Regions from separate parts of the Cricetulus griseus genome. Here region 1 is linked to region 2. A link is a contact called in public Hi-C data. All regions are on one chromosome and are shown on one strand. The core of a region is the stretch at or near the end of the contact, and the rest is flanking DNA. Distances in the headings are between cores, read along the strand shown.

Region 1 (6,282 bases), core at 1,430-3,929, 350 kb before region 2:
TCTCAGCACTCTGGCCGGCTATGAGTCTGCACTGACTGCTGCCCACTGCAGAGAGCTCTCCGGCCAAGGCTGAAAACAGTACCCATTTGTGGAGTAGATATCTGGCACAGCTGGACTGAATTGAATGGTGACGTCCTCAGGTGATTGTGGCAGGCTTCACTCAGTTCAGTGTTAGATTGGCTAGTGGGCAATTAAGCCAAAACTCATCTGTAACCAAGCAGAGCTTCCCCCTGCCTCCCAGGCCCTAAGGGGAACTCCTTAGGTTGCTGGGGACAGTTCCAGCTCACAGTGTCATTTAAAAGGGTTAGACTCAGGCTGTGTGTTCTTAGAACAGCACTGCACAGATGATGTCGCCAGCAGGCCACCCCTGGAGCACAGGATGGCCATCTGCCCCTTAAAGGCTGGTGGGGACACTCCCCACTCCCCCCACCCTGCATGCTGTCAGGGCACATGTTTTGAGCAGTCATGTGGAGAGGGGCTTTCCAGCAGAGCTAGGCCAGGCCATGTGGGGATTTCTGGCAGGTGGCTGTAGTAGGTTGCTCATGCAAGGCTTCTGGAGAATTAGGGAAATATCTTAGGTGCTTTTTATGGCCCCATAGTCAGGTGTTCAACTTCTCAGCTGTCCAAGAGGAATGAACCAAAGAGCCCCAGAATGAGGCCCAGAAATACACAGTTCCTGTCATCTCATAGCTTACCTCCCAGACCCCAGCAAGGGGCTGTTGAGAGGATCTCAAGGGGCTGGCATTGTCACCACCCAGCAAGTCCCCAAGGACCCACACCTCTGCTCCTGCACCTGTGATTGCTTGGGTGGCCACTGAAGTTTTGTGCCATGGTAAGAGATGCCCTGTCTTCTAGGAGTTAACCTGCCGCTCTGAATGCCATCTCTGCTATTCCTTCAGCAGCCATGCCAAGTGGAGAAGTCTCTACAGGTGAGCCCAGAGCTCCACACCAGGCAACTTCCCCAGCACACTGTATAAATGCCAGTCCTCAAACATGTCCCGGATGTTGCCCTCTTGGGCTCCATCAGAGCTTGGGTAGATTGGTGCTGGTCTACACTTTAGCTCTGGCTGTGGGAACAGCAGCTACCCCTTCCTGCCTGGAAGGTTGGGGATACATTTTCCCTTCTTACTAAAGAAAGCCAATCCCACCATCTAGTTTCCATTTCTCCCAAGAAGTCTTCATGCAATCGGATACTAGAAGGTAAAAACTCCCTGAATGCCTTAGAGGGGACTTCCCAGATTCCTTGATGGGCAGGCTCATTTGAACCCTGTCTTCTAACAAACAACTTCTGTAGCTTTCTACTGTTACAAGATGATGTGAAACCCAAGGTGGGGAAAAGAGAAAAGCACTTGTGATGTCACCTTCTGGGACAGTCAGCAAGGCCCTTTGGATCTGGGACCTCAGTGCTGCTATGCACTTCTGCTAGGTGACCACTAGGTGGCAGCCATGTACCATGCCCGAGGGTTAAGACTGGTGCTGATGATGCTTGGTTATCTCAGGGTCCTGTCAGTGGGGACTGCCTCAACTCTGAGCACTGCTGGGAGCCAGACCCCACCTAATTTCATCATATCTTCCAAACCCAAAGGGCTGGCATGGTTTACCCATTTTACAGATGTGAAAAGTTAGGCTTAGGAAGTCAGTCACCCCAGGGAGCCACAGGCTCTGAGACCAGAGAAACCAAATGAGGGGACCCCAATGCCAGAGCTTCCCCCCACATCCATGGTGCAGGCAGGCTTAAGGTATGGTATGGGGTCATTTGGCCTCCCTGTCCCTGAGGCTTTTAGCATTTCTCCTGTTAGCTGAGGAGGCCCTCCATTGCATCCTTGGTCCAGAAACCACAGCTTAGTGCCTGGCCCTACTTTACAGTGCCTTCTGGGAACAAGCCAGCAAGCTTGGAGTTTTGGCTGGAGGCGCCTTGGGGATGGGGGAGGGTCAGCAGCCAGAGAGAAGGGGCCTGTTTCCTGACTCCCTGACCCCAGCTGTCTCTGCAGAGGCCCAAAACCCAGCAAGGTCATCTAGGGCGAAATTCCAGCCTGAGCCCCCTGAGCAATGACTTCAGTTTTCTTGATAAGGCTGAGAAAGGGACACCGAGTGTCCACCCCACACCCCCTCTCTGTCAGCACCTCGGCTCTAGTGAGGCCTCTGTGGTAGACAGCCTGACGGGGAGAAGAGACAAAGATAGACTGGGGACAGATAAGGACAGAGACAGCCAGGGACGACAGATGGAGCATCGAGGTGAAGATGGGACAGCCGCCTGTGGGGAGCCCCAGGGATCAGCGCTGGTCCCTGCTCAGCATGCTAAGGGCTGGTTGATTGTGTTGGCTGCAGCAGAGGGATTTTGGGGTATGGCAGGAACACAGGCTGTGCTGCCAGTTTGAAGGACACAACCCAGTGTGTGTGACTCTGAGCCTGGTGCCCCCATGTGTGCTCATGGGGTCAGGAGAGCGTTATCTTGGAGGCTCCAGGAGGCACCAGCAGAAAGGTTGAGGGAGTCAAGGTCTGGGCACCGAGGCCACTGCTGTTGGGTCAGAATTACTACAGTTCTCTGGCTTCCTGAGGTCACCCGACCTCACAGTATTCCAGGCACTCTGTGAGAGAATATTTACACCCAACACTGTCTATTTGGCTTGGCAAGTTGCTGGAAGCTGAAAAGGCACAGCTGGCCTGTGGGCTCCTGGGTCACCATGTGCAGTTGAGTCACAACCCCAGGGAACAAGAGCCTGTTCTCAGGGCTGCACCCATAGACATATCCACACAGGTACCCAGATGCCCTCTGCAGCTGAGTCATTATCATTCCCTGGGGAGCACGTGCCGGCCCGCATGTGTACACAGGTACATACAGACAGGGTGCACCTGACTGTGAGTCACCACTGCCAGCCAACTCAGAGGAAGGGCACCAAGAGTGTGTGCTGCCACCCCTGTTTAGATGCAAATACCCACATGGCCACATACGGAAGAATGCTCAAGATACAGCCCAATGTACCGGTTGCTTCATACTAGGGGCCAATAAACCTTTGTTGAATGAGCAAGAGAGCAGGATGAATGGATACAAATGAAGAGATGGGTGTCAACCCCTCTGCTTGATCAAATTGGTCAGGGCAGCTCCTCTGGGTGGGTCCCAAGCTCTGTGTCTGCAGGGAGTTGTCTTACTCCAAATATAGCCTCCATGGGTGGGCAGGGAGCCAGTGCCGCTTCCCAGGCGGTGACTTCACTGGGCCCCAGTCCCAGCCTCTGCGGGCTTGGAGAAAATGAACAGAGGCCCAGCTCCCCATAGCCAGGCTTGACCTGCGGGCTGGACCCTGCCAATGCCACTTGTTTGGCGTCTGGAACTGTGGGTCAAGGGTGGAGAGGTGCACACTAACTAGAAGACTGCTTCTGGCTGGCACTCCCTGGGGGAGGCAGGGGCCTGCCTGCGATTGCATAACACAGGCCCCCTGCTGAGCTGTCCATCATCTGGCAGGGACAGCCCTCTGGCCTGGGCTTGCTCCCAGGGCCACTCCTTTGTTTCTGGAATCTTTTCTTCTTTATTATTTCTTTTATTTTTGAGATTATAATGTAATTACATCATTTCCCCCTTCCTGTTCCTCCCTGCGAACCCTCCCATATATCCCTCTTGCTCTCTTTCAAATTTATGGCTTCTCCTCCCCATTAGTTGTTGTTACACACATATATATGCATGTGTGTGTACATATATATTCCTAAATATAACTTCTCAGTCTGTGTTACTTGTACGTATGTTCTCAAGGCTGACCATTCGGTATTGGATAGTCAGTTGGTGTGCTCTGCCTTGGGGAAGACAGTTTCTCTCACTCTCAGAATTTCTTAGTTGCCTGTGGTTCTTTGTCTGTGAGACTTTATGGGTGTAGCTTCCGATCTCCCAAGGAGACCCAGTCTCATAGCACACTCCCTGACAGCCCTCCTGGAACAGGAGCATGTTCCTGTGGGCATGTTCCGAAGATGTATCCATTGGGACTGGGTAGAATCCCCGTTTTCCCTAAGCACAGCTGCAGGGCATCTCTAAAATAAAGATCTGCTTTTTTGTTGAAGCTCTGTGGCTTCTCTGTGGTTAGCAGGCAGCCAGCCTCCTCCCCTGGTGCTCCAGCCACCCTTTTGGGTCCACTCCATCTGGGTGTTCTGAAAGGCTGGTACACTTGTAGTGTGCTGGCTAGTTTTATGTCAGTTGACACTAGGTAGTTATCTGAGAAAATGCCTCCATAAGGCCAGGCTGTAGGCAAGCCTGTAGGTAATTTTCTTAATTAGTGATCAATGGGGGAGGGCCCAGCCCAGTCTAGATAAGGCCACCTGTGTGGGCTGGTGGTCCCAGGTTCTATAAAAAAGCAGGCTGAACAAGCCATTGGGAGCAAGCCAGGAAGCAGCACCTTCCGTGGCCTCTGATCAGCTCCTCCCTCCAGGTTTGTGCCCTTTTTTTGCTCTACCTGCCTTCTGGGATGAACAGTGATGGAAGTGTGAACTAAATAAATCCTTTTCTCCTCAAGGTGCTATGGCCATGATGTTTCATCACAGCAATAATAACCCTAACACAGAAATTGGTACTGGGATTAGGGGGTACTGCTGTGACAACCTGACTGTGTGTTTTTGGAGGATTGTGGAAGGACTTTGGAACTTTGGGCTAGAAAAGCCATTGAGTGTTCAAAGCTTGTTGAGCTGTTCTTTGGGAGCTTAGAAGATGAGAATGTCAAGAGAAATGCAGATGCTGCAGGCCTGGCTTATCAATAAAGTTCCGGAGGGAAGTTTGAGAGTCCCATATATTAGGGCCATTATAAATTTTTAAATAACACTGTGAGCTGAGTGTGGTGGCGCACGCCTTTAATCCCAGCACTTGGAGACAGAGGTAGGTGGATCTCTTGAGTTCAAGGCCAGCCTGGTCTACAGAGTGAGTTCCAGGACAGTCAGGGCTACACAGAGAAACCCTGTCTTGAAAAGCCCAAAAAAGAAAGAAGAATCTGCAGTTCTGGTCAGCTGAGTTAAAGACTAGGCTGTGATTAGCGAGAGAGCAGAACCATTAAAGTAAAACCTTTGTGTTACAGGGATAATGCTGGAGCTGAGAAATTAGCGGAGATTAAGAAGAGAGCAGCATTGTTGAGGCGAAATCTTCTGAGAAGTGTTTCCTCAGGGCCAACCCACGGAGCTGTGTTCCAGAGGCAGCCAAGGTTATACCCAGTGCTGGTACCTGGGCTTGGTCTCCCAGGTGGTTCTGGTTTTGAAGGCGTGAAGGGGTCAGGGAGAGCAGCTGAGGTTTGGCACTGTGGGAGGCCAGGAGAGGCAAGGGATCAGTTGTTCTGGCTAGTTTATGTCCTCTTGATACAAGCTAGAGTCATCTGAGAGGAGGGACCCTCAACTGAGAAAGTGTGTCCATAAGATTAGGCTGTGGGCAAGCCTGTAGGGCATTTTCTTAATTAGTGATTGAAGGGGGAGGGCCCAGTCCACTGTGGGTGGTGCCGTCCCTGGGTTGGTGGTTCTGGGTTCCATAAGAAAGGCTGAGCCGGGCGCTGGTGGTGCACACCTTTAATCCCAGCACTCAGGAGGCAGAGGCAGGCAGATCTCTGTGAGTTCGTCGTCAGCCTGGTCTCCAGAGGGAGTGCCAGGACAGGCTCCAAAGCTACACAGAGAAACCCTGTCTTGAAACCCCCGCCCCCCCCCCCCAAGAAAAAAAGCTGAGCAAGCCAGTAAGCAGCACCCTTCATGGACTCTGCCTCAGCTCCTGCCTCCAGGATCCTGCCCTACCTGCTTTCAGTGATAAAACTGTGATGTGGAAGTGTGAGAGAAACAAACCTTTTCTTGGTCATGTGTTTCAGCACAGCTGTAGTACCCTTGACAAGACAGCTGGGTGGAGAGTTCCGTACATGGATGGCTGACGGGCCGGCTCATATGGGACTAGTGGACTGTGGATGTTAAAAAGAGGATTGGGTGTATGCTGAAGGGAGAGCAGAAGGATGGAGAGATGAATAGGCAGATAGGCAGGAGGAAGCCATTTAAGTCGACTGCTTTCAGTGCAGGGATTGAAGGACCAGACAGGAAAGGGCATGTCTGGGAACACAGGGACTAGACTGCCAACAGCATGCAGACCTTGTGGTGATGAGGACAAGGGAGGCCAGGAGCTTTGAGGCCCTCAGGCTTCCCTGTGGACCCCTCCCTTAGTGACCTGCCCAGCTGTCCTGTGGCATAGCAGTCGCCCTCGCAGCCCCTCTTGCTCATTCCTCCCTTAGGTTTACACCCAGTGCTGTTTGCACCTATACGAGGCTCACCCCCACTTTCTTTAAA
Region 2 (5,872 bases), core at 2,947-5,446:
TACCCGTGTCCTCCCAAAATCCCTATGTTGAAAGCCTACCATCCGAAGTAAGGGAATTAGATGGAATCTTGGGAAAGTACTCAGGTCATGGGGTTGGAGTCCTCATAAATAGGTTAATTCCCTTATTAAAGAGGCCCTATAAAGCTCATGCAGCCTCTAGGCCGTTGAGGTTAAATAAAGTGAGAGTATGGCTGTGTACAAGCATGCCTCTGACTAGACCTCACATTTGTTGGCACTTTAATTTTAGACTTTCTAGCCTTTACAACTGTGAAAAGTAAAACCATTGTTTATCAATCATCCAGTTTATAGTACTTTGTTATAATAACCCCCATAGCCTAAAAACAAACAATAGCAGTACAATCCACTACAAAAGACACATAAATCAAGAATTCATATTGATGTAAGTATATGACAGATACATTAAAATACTGATGAGGACCAAAAAAACCTAATTTCAAGATAGTCATTGAAAAGGATTAACTCTGTAGTAGAAAAGCCTGGCAGATGGCCCTGGAAGAGCAGACCCTCTCTAGCCACAGCAAAAGAGCTGGCCCCACCCCTTACCACAAGTGTGGGACAGCTGACCCCAAGGGCTTGGGCATGGAGGAGCTGGCTCCACACTTGCCTGAGGGGGACAGTCCCAGCAGCCTGGAGTGACCAAATCAGCTACCACTCAGACCCACATCCAGGGCTTTGAGTTAGCCCACCCCGACATCTACCCCATCTATGACCTGCCAGAGTGTATGAAGGCACTGGTCCTGGGGAACCTCAGCCACAAGATTTCTAATGACTCTGGGTGACAACAGGATACTCAAGGGAAGTTTCGGTGAGGGTCCAGTATGGATGGAGTACAAGAAGCCAGAGGCCTTGGGCCATACCAATAACTCATTGCAATGAACATTTTTGCAAGTAAAGCTGAATGAAAAAAGGGGTACACTGCATGACACACTGCAGCTTTTATTGACACTAAGACAAATGGAGAGGTGTTGGAGAGGCAGGAAAGATGAAGGATTGAAGTGGAGGGGGTCTGTTTGTTTTGTTTTTAATTAATATTTTTAATTTTCTTTTGGGAGGAATGTTATGGGGTGAGGGGTGCAAAACACCAATGCACATAAAATAAAATAAAAAAATAATTTAAAAGAATTACTAAGAAATGACATGACAGTTTGGAGTAGACAGAAGAATCTCTAAATAGAGCCCAATGCCTTCGGGCTTCGTGTGTGTGTGTGTGTGTGTGTGTGTGTGTGTGTGTGTGTGTGTGTATGACAGGGGGTGGGGCACGCATATTAGGGCACACCTATTAAAAACTGGGAAATGAGCGGGCTTGGGGTGCATGATATGAAATTCTCAAAGAATTAATTTAAAAATATGTTTAAGAAAAGAAAAGCCTGGCAGACACTGATTACAAGTAATCAAAGTGAAAGTATGTACAATCTGAAAAGACACAATGACCACACTGTTGTGATACACTTGCCCAAGTGTATGCATCCAACTATGAGAGGACAGAGGTTTCAAGCTGAGGGACATTCTACAAAAATAATTGACCTATAATCTTCAAAAGTGACAAGATCAAGAAAAAGATGAGGAGGGGCTGGAGAGATGGCTCAGAGGTTAAGAGCACTGACTGCTTTTCCAGAGGTCCTGAGTTCAATTCCCAGTAACCACAGGGTGGCTCACAACCATCCGTTATGAGATCTGGTGCCCTCTTCTAGTGTGCAGATATACATGGAAGCAGAATGTTGTATACATAATAAATAAAATATTTTAAAAAAAGAAAAGAAAAAGATGAGGAAACTGTTCCATGCTGAAAGGGGGAGACTAAAGAGATAATGAAACAACAAACACTTAACTGTACTGACTCCTTTTGCCAGTTATGTTATTAACAGCATAAGGACACAAAACCCAAAGCTAAGTGAAATACTGAGTCAATGTGAATGTCCTATTTTGATAACTGCACTGTCATTATATAGGACAATGTTCTTGTTTGTATAAAATTCACATTAAACCATTCTGAGTGACAGGGCATAATATCAGCATGTTCCTCATAAAACACCAACTACTGTGTACCATACTTGCTATTTTTTTTCAAACTTGTTACTGTTTCAAAACTGGGGGGGGGGTCACTAGGTGTAGGCTTTAATCCCAGCACTGTGGAGGGAGAGGCAGGTGGATCCCTGTGAGTACAAAGTTAGCTGGTCTACATAGGGAGTTCCCAGAGAGTCAGAGCTCTGTAAAAAGACCCTGTCTCAAAAAACAGATAGACAGACAGGCAGATAAATTATTGTGGGAGAAACAGCAATGTACTAAAAACTGAACAAAGTTAAAAACAAAACTGATTCTCCACACTGTCAGTCTGGATAATACAGACTATGTCATCTTGCAGGAGACTGAAAATTACCAAGAAATAGGGGGCTAGAGAGATGGCTCGGGGGCTAAGAGCACTGGCTGCTCTTCCAGAGGACCTGGGTTCAATTCCCAGCACCCACATGGCAACTCACAGCTGTCTATAACTCCAGTTCCAGGGGACCTGACACCCTCACACAGAGATACATGCAGGCAAAACACCAATGCACATAAAATAAAATAAAAAAATAATTTAAAAGAATTACTAAGAAATGACATGACAGTTTGGAGTAGACAGAAGAATCTCTAAATAGAGCCCAATGCCTTCGGGCTTCGTGTGTGTGTGTGTGTGTGTGTGTGTGTGTGTGTGTGTGTGTGTGTATGACAGGGGGTGGGGCACGCATATTAGGGCACACCTATGAAAGTCAGAAGACAACTCTGCGCAATCAGTTCTTGCCTTCCACCTTTTCATGAATTCATGACTTCAGAGATCGAACTCAGGTCTCCAGGCTCACCCAGTAAAAGCCTTTATCTCACCTACCAGGCAAGCAGTTCTAGTAAGTGACCTCAATCAGGGAGTAGTGAGAAACAAAAGAACTGAAGGATCCCTTCTCTAAAATAAATTCTTAGGGATGAATAAGAGGTGGGTAGAACAATGGTACACTGGTGCTGTGAGGACTAACCATGGACAAAGCACAAACTAAGCGCCTCCTGAGACAAGGAAGAGGCTGGAGAGCTGGTATCTAAACTTCCTTCCAAGTTTGAGACTGGAATTACCCTGAAAGAAAAGAGCTTCCCCAGCTTAACTCGTTAGTATATCCCGCTTATCTATATATACAGCAACAAAGAGATACAAACACAAAACTAAACGTGCGTGAACCCTGTATATTCCTGGTTGTGCAAGTCCATCAAATTATAAAAAGCAATGCATCCGCCAAATTGTTCCTGGTGAAGATTTCTCTGACGAATTAAAGAGGACAATCAAAACACAGGAAAGCTAAGTGACAGCACCTGCAGTGGTTGGCTGGCTATCTTTACTTAAGGGAATCATTTCGTTCTGGAATGCCGGCACATACGTCCTGAAAGAATTTCCTAGAAATATTTCCAAGTGCACGGATCCTTTGGCCTCTCCAAGTACCCGGCGTTCGGCCAGGATGTCCAAGGCCCCCCCAGAGGGCAGGCGGGAGGCAGCGCTGAACTCTCTGGACTTCCTCTCCGGGAGGACTGCCCCCAGCGTCACTCTTATTCAGGATGCAGGGCACAAGTGTATTCCTAGGAACTTTGCACAGTGTGCTCCCTCCCTCCCGACCCCGCCGGCACGAGGGCGCGGTCCCGGGTGCCAACAGCCTCCACCGAAGAGCGTGGCGGCGCGCGGGCAGGCTCTCCACCGGCCCAGCCCCCCAGTGCCCGGCCGCACCGCGGTGGCCTAGCCCTGCGACCGCCGTCCCGCGGTTCCCTCACACACGCCCACCGCCAGCCAGGCTCGACCGCGCAGCGAAGGCCCCACACCAGTCGACCCTCCGCTCCTTCACCGCGGGACCCGGCCCTCCCGCCTCCCCGCCTCCCGACCACGACGCCCGGCCCCACCGAGCCCACTGGACGGCTGCCGGGGGCGGAGGCGAAGCCCGGGGGCGGCGCCCGCCCCACACCCTTACCTGGCTTCTCGTGGTCGTAGCCTACCACAATGAAGTAGTCGGCTAGCCGAGCCATGACCGCCGCCGCCGCGCCCGGGAAGCGGGTTCCCGTCGCCGCCCTCGCCGCCGCCGCCCACCAGGCCCGGGCGAGCTCAGCATTTTCCCTTCGGCGGCTGTAGCGGTAGCAGCAGCGCTTCAGCCATGTTTGACAACCGAGGCGCGCACTGCGCCTGCGCCGCGCCTCGTGCCCGCCCCTCCCCCGCCCCACCCGAGAGGGCTCGGCGACCCGGTTCCCGGCGTTCGCGAGCCCACGCGGCGCTCCGAGGCCTCTCGGACCCGCGGCTCGGGAAGTGGGCTGTCGGGCGGGGCCTAGCCACGCGCCGCCACCGAGACCGCGCGCTTAGAGCCGGGCTGCTGCCTCAACACCCCCTTCCTCTTATTTATTTTCTTGGAGCTGGGGTCCTTCCTTCCGCCTTCTCTCTCCCTTTTGCAGTTGGGGGAAAGCGAATGGAGGGGCGCGGGGTCACTTGCAAAGTTTGCTCATTTTTTACTGCTTGTTACCACCGGCAGCACGGAGGAGATTCTCCCGCCCTCGCTGGAAGCTTGGAATTTGCACCGCCAAGGCTTTTTGCTGCACGTTTCCTGTTTATGTTGTGCAGATGGGAATTTTAGAAACATGCCACCGAGCAGGCGGGGGAGGAAAAGACTTGCGCAATCCTCAGAGGCGCCTATGGTTTCAGGGCTGCCTGGGCCGGGAATGGCCAGTTTGGGCTTTCCTCAGAGCGCCCGAGGGAGTTGTATTCCACCTAGGAACAGGGCATCCCCGGGATCCTCCTTAAAATGGGCCGGTCTCTCCCGGGGAGCTCCGCCCGCTTGACTTTTCACTGCCTTGGCGGCGGGTCTCAGGGTTCTAGTAGCTGAAACAGGTGTTACCTTCCAATTTGCTCTACTGCAAACACTCAAAAGAATGAGTTCATGGAGCTCTGAGTCCAGTCTAGACAATATCCACGTCGATTGAGTTTTTTAAAAATACCCCCCAGTGATGTTTTCGATTTTGGCTGGCACAACAATTGGATGAGTTTACTTTATCACTTTTTAATGATCATGAAATTTTAGTAGTAGAATATGTGTGCTAATTAAGGCTGAAGTTTTCGGAACCTGGGGTTTAGAAATGATCTTTGTGAGAACATCACTCACCGAGGGTTTGATCCTTAACATATTGAACATAGTAAGTGCTAACGTGCTTAGTCTGCAGTAGACTAGCAGAAAGCTAGTGTCTGGAGCTGTGAACTCAAGTTCAAAGGGTCATCATCTCAGCTGCTCTGATTGATTCGTTCCCTTTTCTGGGCCAGCATCCATCCCCCTTCCCGCTTCCATGCTGGGAATTTAGGGCCTCATACATTCTAGGCAATCCTTGTACCATTAAACTATATTCCCAGGGAAAGGCCACACTTTTTCAGCACATGCCTGAGATGGTTGGGCTATGCTAGAAGAATTGAAACTGAAGGGATACTTTAACTCAGGACCTCCTTTGTAAACTGCTACTTGTCAGCCTGCATAACTACAGTGATGAAAAGTAGGTTGGTTTTCAAAATAAAGCAAACAAAACCACCCACCACACCTCGCTGAGAAAATTTCCCAGTAACTTCCCTGGGAGCTCTTCCTCCACTTTTTCAGTAAAGAGTACTCTCAGTTCCTCTAGAGACAGCCCATTCCACTGGTGAACAGCCAAGTTCAAAGTCCTTCCATAGCTGGGCTTTGGTGGCAAACGCCTTTAATCCTAGCACTTGGGAGGCAGAGGCAGGCGGATCTCTCTGAATTCGAGGCCAGCTTGGTCTACAAAGTGAGTTCCAGGACAGGCTCCAAAGCAATACAGAGAAACCCTGTCTCAAACA

Evidence for each region. Hi-C and Micro-C count contacts between places; a contact is called where the count stands out from the background.
Region 1: a Hi-C map of fibroblasts shows a contact between it and region 2, with 5 times the contacts expected there. The contact joins the enhancer-like site here to the promoter of Sbf2 in region 2. A contact is called at or near these places in 6 of 8 Hi-C or Micro-C datasets (the CHK-Q cell line, the CHL-YN cell line, the CHO-K1 cell line and 2 more).

Annotation. Positions count from the first base shown.
Region 1 is chr3:90,420,353-90,426,634 of CriGri-PICRH-1.0, reverse strand. No RefSeq gene overlaps it. Among named protein-coding and RNA genes, the nearest start is that of Swap70, 65 kb to the left of the region's middle. Within about 2 kb of position 2,679, at least 2 of the 6 cell types and tissues checked have open chromatin away from gene starts, as enhancers often do. A contact at or near this core is called in fibroblasts, where this site is marked.
Region 2 is chr3:90,069,152-90,075,023 of CriGri-PICRH-1.0, reverse strand. Sbf2 (myotubularin-related protein 13) reads right to left here and starts at 4,196. Exons shown (of 39, transcript XM_027410075.2): 1 at 3,999-4,196. The coding sequence starts at 4,053.